Regions from separate parts of the Ovis aries genome. Here region 2 is linked to region 1. A link is a contact called in public Hi-C data. All regions are on one chromosome and are shown on one strand. Each heading gives the region's core, a stretch centred on a gene start, on an enhancer-like site or on the middle of the called end of the contact. The rest is flanking DNA. Distances are from core to core; before and after follow the strand shown. Region 1 overlaps LOC114117526 (a long non-coding RNA gene). Region 2 has its middle 150 kb from the start of PTPN1.

The links. Hi-C and Micro-C count contacts between places; a contact is called where the count stands out from the background.
Region 2: a contact with region 1 is called in a Hi-C map of blood, with 2.7 times the contacts expected there. The contact joins two enhancer-like sites. A contact is called at or near these places in 3 of 16 Hi-C or Micro-C datasets (all in blood).

What each region holds. Positions count from the first base shown.
Region 1 is chr13:78,324,363-78,327,062 of ARS-UI_Ramb_v3.0, forward strand. It overlaps LOC114117526 (a long non-coding RNA gene), which reads left to right. Exons shown (of 2, transcript XR_006055750.1): 1 at 1-2,700. Among named protein-coding and RNA genes, the nearest start is that of CEBPB, 99 kb to the left of the region's middle. Within about 2 kb of position 1,344, at least 25 of the 54 cell types and tissues checked have an H3K27ac peak or open chromatin away from gene starts, as enhancers often do.
Region 2 is chr13:78,388,363-78,391,062 of ARS-UI_Ramb_v3.0, forward strand. No RefSeq gene overlaps it. Among named protein-coding and RNA genes, the nearest start is that of PTPN1, 150 kb to the right of the region's middle. Within about 2 kb of position 1,444, at least 7 of the 54 cell types and tissues checked have an H3K27ac peak or open chromatin away from gene starts, as enhancers often do.

The DNA of each region.
Region 1 (2,700 bases), core at 94-2,593:
GCCAGGGGCACAGCCAGGGCTGAGAAAATAGCATGTGAAGAGGAACGGGGAGCTGACCTCCTCTGTGCAAATCACCTGCGGGTACAGAAGGGTGCTTGTGAGTGTCCTGTCCTGCCCACTACCTGCTGCCTTTTCCCCTCATCCCAGAAGAGTCATCTTAGGTGAGATGCAAGAACGAGTCACTTGTGTTGGTGCCTGTGGAACGCCCAGCACTGCGTGGAGGGCTGCTGGGGTGTCAGCTCACTCGTCCCTGCTGTCAGGGGTATGAGGGAGGTGTTTCCACAATCCCCATCGTACAGAGGACGTGGAGGCCCAGAGAGGTTAAACATCACACCGAAGGTCACACAGCTAGGAAGCAGCAGAGCGGAACTGGGGCCCAGAGCAGTCCAAGCCCACAGTCCTTGTCCTCCCTCGCTTCTTACGTGCTCGCGCCAGGTCTGGCTCTGAGTGATTTGAATACAATCATCACGTTTGTCAGAGGGGTAAACTGAGGCTCTGAGAGATGGAGGCACTTGCATGAGGTCGTGCAGTCGGAAGGGGCAAAGTCAAGGTTTGAATTCTTGGATCCAGTTGAGCCTGGAGCCCACTTTCCTTCCACCAAGTAATATAGCTGCTTGTCTTTCTGGGCCTCTATGAGGATAATGTCCACCTCATGGGGTCCACATGAGGATCAGCTCAGTGCCTAGTGGATAGTAGGTGCTTTAAAGATGATGGCTGTGATTATTGTGCAAACGTGGCTGCACATTAAATGAGTGAATTCACAGCAGGCACTTAGAGTGGAGCCCAAGTACCACTTCGTGTCTAACGGTGCGTTGCATGTGCTCACAAACTGCTAGAATATGTATTATCACTTTTAGAGGACCCACCATGGGGACAGCCTCACAGCCAGCCAAACCTGCTCCCTTCCCAACCTGCCTTCTCCCACGAGCTTGTCTCTTCATCCGACCAACTGGCCAGAGTCCGGGGCAGGATCTGGAGGCGAAGAGGATGCAGAGTTTCCTGCCTGTTAGTCAGAGGGGCACTGAGAGCCCTAGACAGTGAGTCCAGAATCCTGAGCCGGAGCCCTGGCCCTGCTGTGCGGCCTCTGGCAAGTGCCTTGCCTTTTCTGAGCCTCAGGTTGGCCTTGCGTTGGCAGAGCCTGGGCCACGCTGCCCTGGGAGGTGCCAGCCTTGCACAGGGATCAGGGCGGCTCCTGGGCCCCCTTTGGCCACCAGTCCCCACCTCCTGCCTCCCGAGCTGCAGGCCCGCCCGGCTCAGCCGTGACGACCAACCAGCCAATCTGTTTACTGAACTGGCTGACCCCTTCCGGGAACTCGGCCCAAGCTTCCCAGAACTCGGGTATTAATGACCCGGAGCCACATGACAGAGCATGACACAGCACTTTTGGGCGCAAGGCAGGGCCCAGAGGGGTGCGTGGGGGGCCACAGCCCAGCCCCCTGGAGGCCAGCTGGCCGGTGAGTCACTGCAGCCTCCGGCGGCTTCCCGATCCCGCCACCCTGCCGCCCTCCCCCAGCCCCAGGTCCCCCTCCCCTGCCAGGGCCACTTTAGGACCCCTGGACCTTTGCCCCAGTGACCTAGAAGAAGTCTTGGGTGATCAGGACTGCCCTCTGGAGTTACAGACAGGGAAAGTGAGCCCCAGAGGCCTGGAGTAAATAACAGCAAGCACTTATGAGGCGCTTAGTGTGTGCGAGGCATTGGGCAAATATTTTATTCTACCCTCGCCACAACCCAACGTGCTAGATGGGGAAACTGAGGCCCAGAGGGTGTGCAGCAGGGTGGGGCAGCAAGGAATCTGAGCAGCTCTGTTGGACCCTGCAGGATCTCCTTTCATTTCCTCAACACCCTGGCGAGGGAGAGACGGTGGCGTCTATTTCCCAGTGGGGAAACCGAGGCACAGAGGGGCTGGGTCCCCTGCCCGAGGGCTCAGTGCTCTGCCTCCAGGATCCTTGCTTGGAGCCGGATGCATCGGGCGCATCGCTAGGGCGCACTTCATGTCTGTGCACTGACCAGCCCAGGTGGGCGCTCATGCGGGCATCCCCTGGAGCTCACGCGGGCATCCGTTGGAGCTCACGCAGGCATCCGTTGGAGCTCACGCAGGCATCCCTTGGAGCTGTGTTCGAATGCCTACTGTGCCTTTCTCTGGCGACACCATGGCCTGGGCCCGGCACATGGCTGCACTGCGCTCGGCAGCCTCCCTGGTGGAGGGTGATTGTGGTGGTCCTGACCTGGCAGGGCAGCCCTTGAGGCTGTGCCGTGGAGCTGAAGTGACACCTGGCCGCCCGGCTCCATGGATGCCAACTTGGGCATCTATATCTTCTCCGGAGCTGGGTTAGGGTCAGCCTCTGGGCCCCACGGCCACCTCCCACTCCCTGTGCCGCCCAAGGGCACGGTGAGGGCGGAGGTTTTTATGAGGCTGGGAACCAGACAGACTCTGGGGCTCAGAGGGGCCTGCTGGCGGCGGCAGTGCGGCTGCCTGGTTCCCAGCCCCTGAACTTTGGGCTGGGGGCCGCTCGGGTCAGGGGTGGGTGGTGCAGGAACGAGGCAGGGACGGCCAGCACTTTGATGTCTTCTCTTCATTCCATGCCTGTTGCTCGAGCACCTACTGTATACCAGGCTCTAGGAGACCCAGCGAGGTCTCCTTCTGCATTCTGGTGGAAGAGACAAGATCAGTTGAGCAAGCCCAGGAACAGAGAAGATCAT
Region 2 (2,700 bases), core at 194-2,693, 64 kb after region 1:
GGATGACCATGAGTCAGCTTCCACGGTGAACTTGCCCCAGTCATGCCAGAGAACCATTGTCCTCAAAAGAAGTCAGCAATCCAGATCTTTAGGCCGACTCTCAACTTTCGGATGTTTCTGACTGAGTAAGAGAAAGCATTGGCCTGTTTCCCCTGCACCTTTCAGTCCCAAAAGACAGACAGTAGCAAGCACTGGCGAGGATTGGGAGCCATCGGAACCCCCACACTCTGTTGGAGGGATTGTAAAAACGATGCAGCCAATTGGAAAACAGTCTGGTGCTTCCTTGAAAGATTAAACACAGAGTTACCATATGACCCAGGAAGCCCACGCCTGGGTATATCCCCAAGAGAATTGAAAACATGTGTGGCTTCCCAGGTGGTACAGTGGCAAAGAATCCACCTGCCAGTGTAGGAGATGCAAGAGACATGGGTTCGATCCCTGGGTTGGTAAGATCCCCTGCAGTAGGAAATGGCAACTCACTCCAGTATCCTTGCCTGGGAAATCCCATGGACAGAGGAGCCTGGGGGCTGCAGTCCATGGGGTCGCAGAGTCAGACACGACTGCGTGACTGAGCAGGCACACACATCCACACGAAACCTTGCACATGAACATTCATGACCGGACTCTTCATAGAAGGCAGAAAGGTGGGAATGATCCAGGTGTCCATCAGCTGAGAACTGGATCAGAGTGTGGTTCGGCCATACAACGGACACCACTTAGCATTAAGAAGGAATGAAGCGGAACTTCCCTAGTGGTCCGGTGGTTCAGAATCTGCCTTCCAAGGCAGGGGACTCAAGTTTGATCCCTGGGTAGGGAATTAAGATCCCACTTGCAGAGGGGCAACTAAGCCCCTGCACCACAGTTCGTGAGTCCGCGTGCTCTGGAGCCCGTGAGGCACAACTAGACAGGCCGAGCCCGCAACCAGAGAGACACCAGGGTGCAGGAATGAAAGATCCCCCAGGCTGCAGCGAAGGGCCATCCTGCCGCAGCTGAGACCCGACTCAGAGGCACCGATTCATGACTCACGGTGGACGAACTTTGCAAACATGATGCCAAGTGAAAGAAGTCAGACACAGAGGGCCATATACTGTCTGATTCCATTCATATTAAACATCCAGAAGAAGCAAATCTATTGAAGCAGAAAGTTGATCCGGAGTTGCCAGGGGTTGCAGGGAGGGGGAGTGGGAAATGACTGCTCACGGGTTGGGGAGGTAGAATGGATGGTGGTGATGGTTGTACCAACCACAGATGTGCTCAGAACCACTGAACTGCACATGTTGTATGGTATGGGTGTTATATATCAAAGTTGGTAACATTTAAACACGTTTGCATAATAGAGCTCAGAGCCAACCACAAGCCACGCTCTTCCACTCCCTGGTTGAGGAGGTCAGCCTCAGCTGCCCGGATGTTCAGCTACCTGGAACGCCAGGTTCCCACAGAGTGCTTGGGGCTGCCCCAGAAGACAGAATTTCCCCCCTGGGGCTCAGCGGCGCCCTGGTGGAGGGTGCTGTTCCCGACACTTCCCTTTTTGCTCTTTTTAAAAATAAACAATGAGATGCAAGCCGAGAAAAGTTCTGTTTGATAACCTCTAGCCCCAAATACGGAGAAGGCAATGGCAACCCACTCCGGTACTCTTGCCTGGAAAATCCCATGGGTGGAGGAGCCTGGTAGGCTGCAGTCCAAGGGGTCGCTAAGAGTCGGACATGACTGAGTGATTTCACTTTCACTTTTCACTTTCGTGTGTTGGAGAAGGAAATGGCAACTCACTCCAGTGTTCTTGCCTGGAGAATCCCGGGGACGGGGGAGCCTGGTGGGCTGCCATCTATGGGGTCACACAGAGTTGGACCCGACTGAAGTGACTTAGCAGCAGCAGTAGCCCCAAACAAGAAGGAAACAGAGCCAGGTGAGCGTGTGGTTCAGACCAGCTCCAGAGCCCAGCAGGCCAAGTCCAGCACAGTCCGCTGTGTCTGTGTGTGAAGTTTCTGGAATCTGGTGCCTGTGCGTGGCAGGGTGGGGGCTGTTTTCCTGCCCTCTTCCTCCTCCCTCCCTCACCTCTGTGAAGAAGAGTTGGAAGCCTGTGAGCACAAAAAAGATGGCCGTGGTCCTGGAAGGGCAGGCTGGGCAAGGAGCCATTGCTCTCTGACCCCGTGGACCTGCAGGGATAGAACCCCTCAGCAGTCAGGCCAGGACAGAGGAGTTAGGAAGGACACCAATAGCCCCCAGGAGAAAGTTCGAGCCTTTTCTTGGGGCAAGAGAGGCAGTCTCCAGGTCAAGAAGGGGCCTATGCAGAGAAGACAGTCGTGGGAAGAGACCAGGTGTGAAAATCCCGAGTGGCTCTAGAGGCCATGTGACCTGAATCCTGGCTAGGTTTGTGACCGGCTAGTGCCCCTTCCCTCGTGGACCAGGGGCTGGGGACTTAGTGTGCTCAGCGAGGCCGGGGGAGGCACAGTCTCTGCAACCCCAGAGTTGAAGTTCTAGCAGGAGAGACAGGCGATGAGGGATAAGCCACATACCCAGCTCGGAATGCCATAGGGGAAGAATCTTTGGGACCTCGACGCAGGATGAGGAACCAGAGAGAATCAGGGTGGTGTTTTAGATGGGATGGTCAGGGAAGGCCTGTATGAGGAGGTGGCATTTCAGCTAAAAACTTGAGAGAAGTCATATTTGAGGCAGAGGAACTGTAAGTGCAAAGGCCCTGAG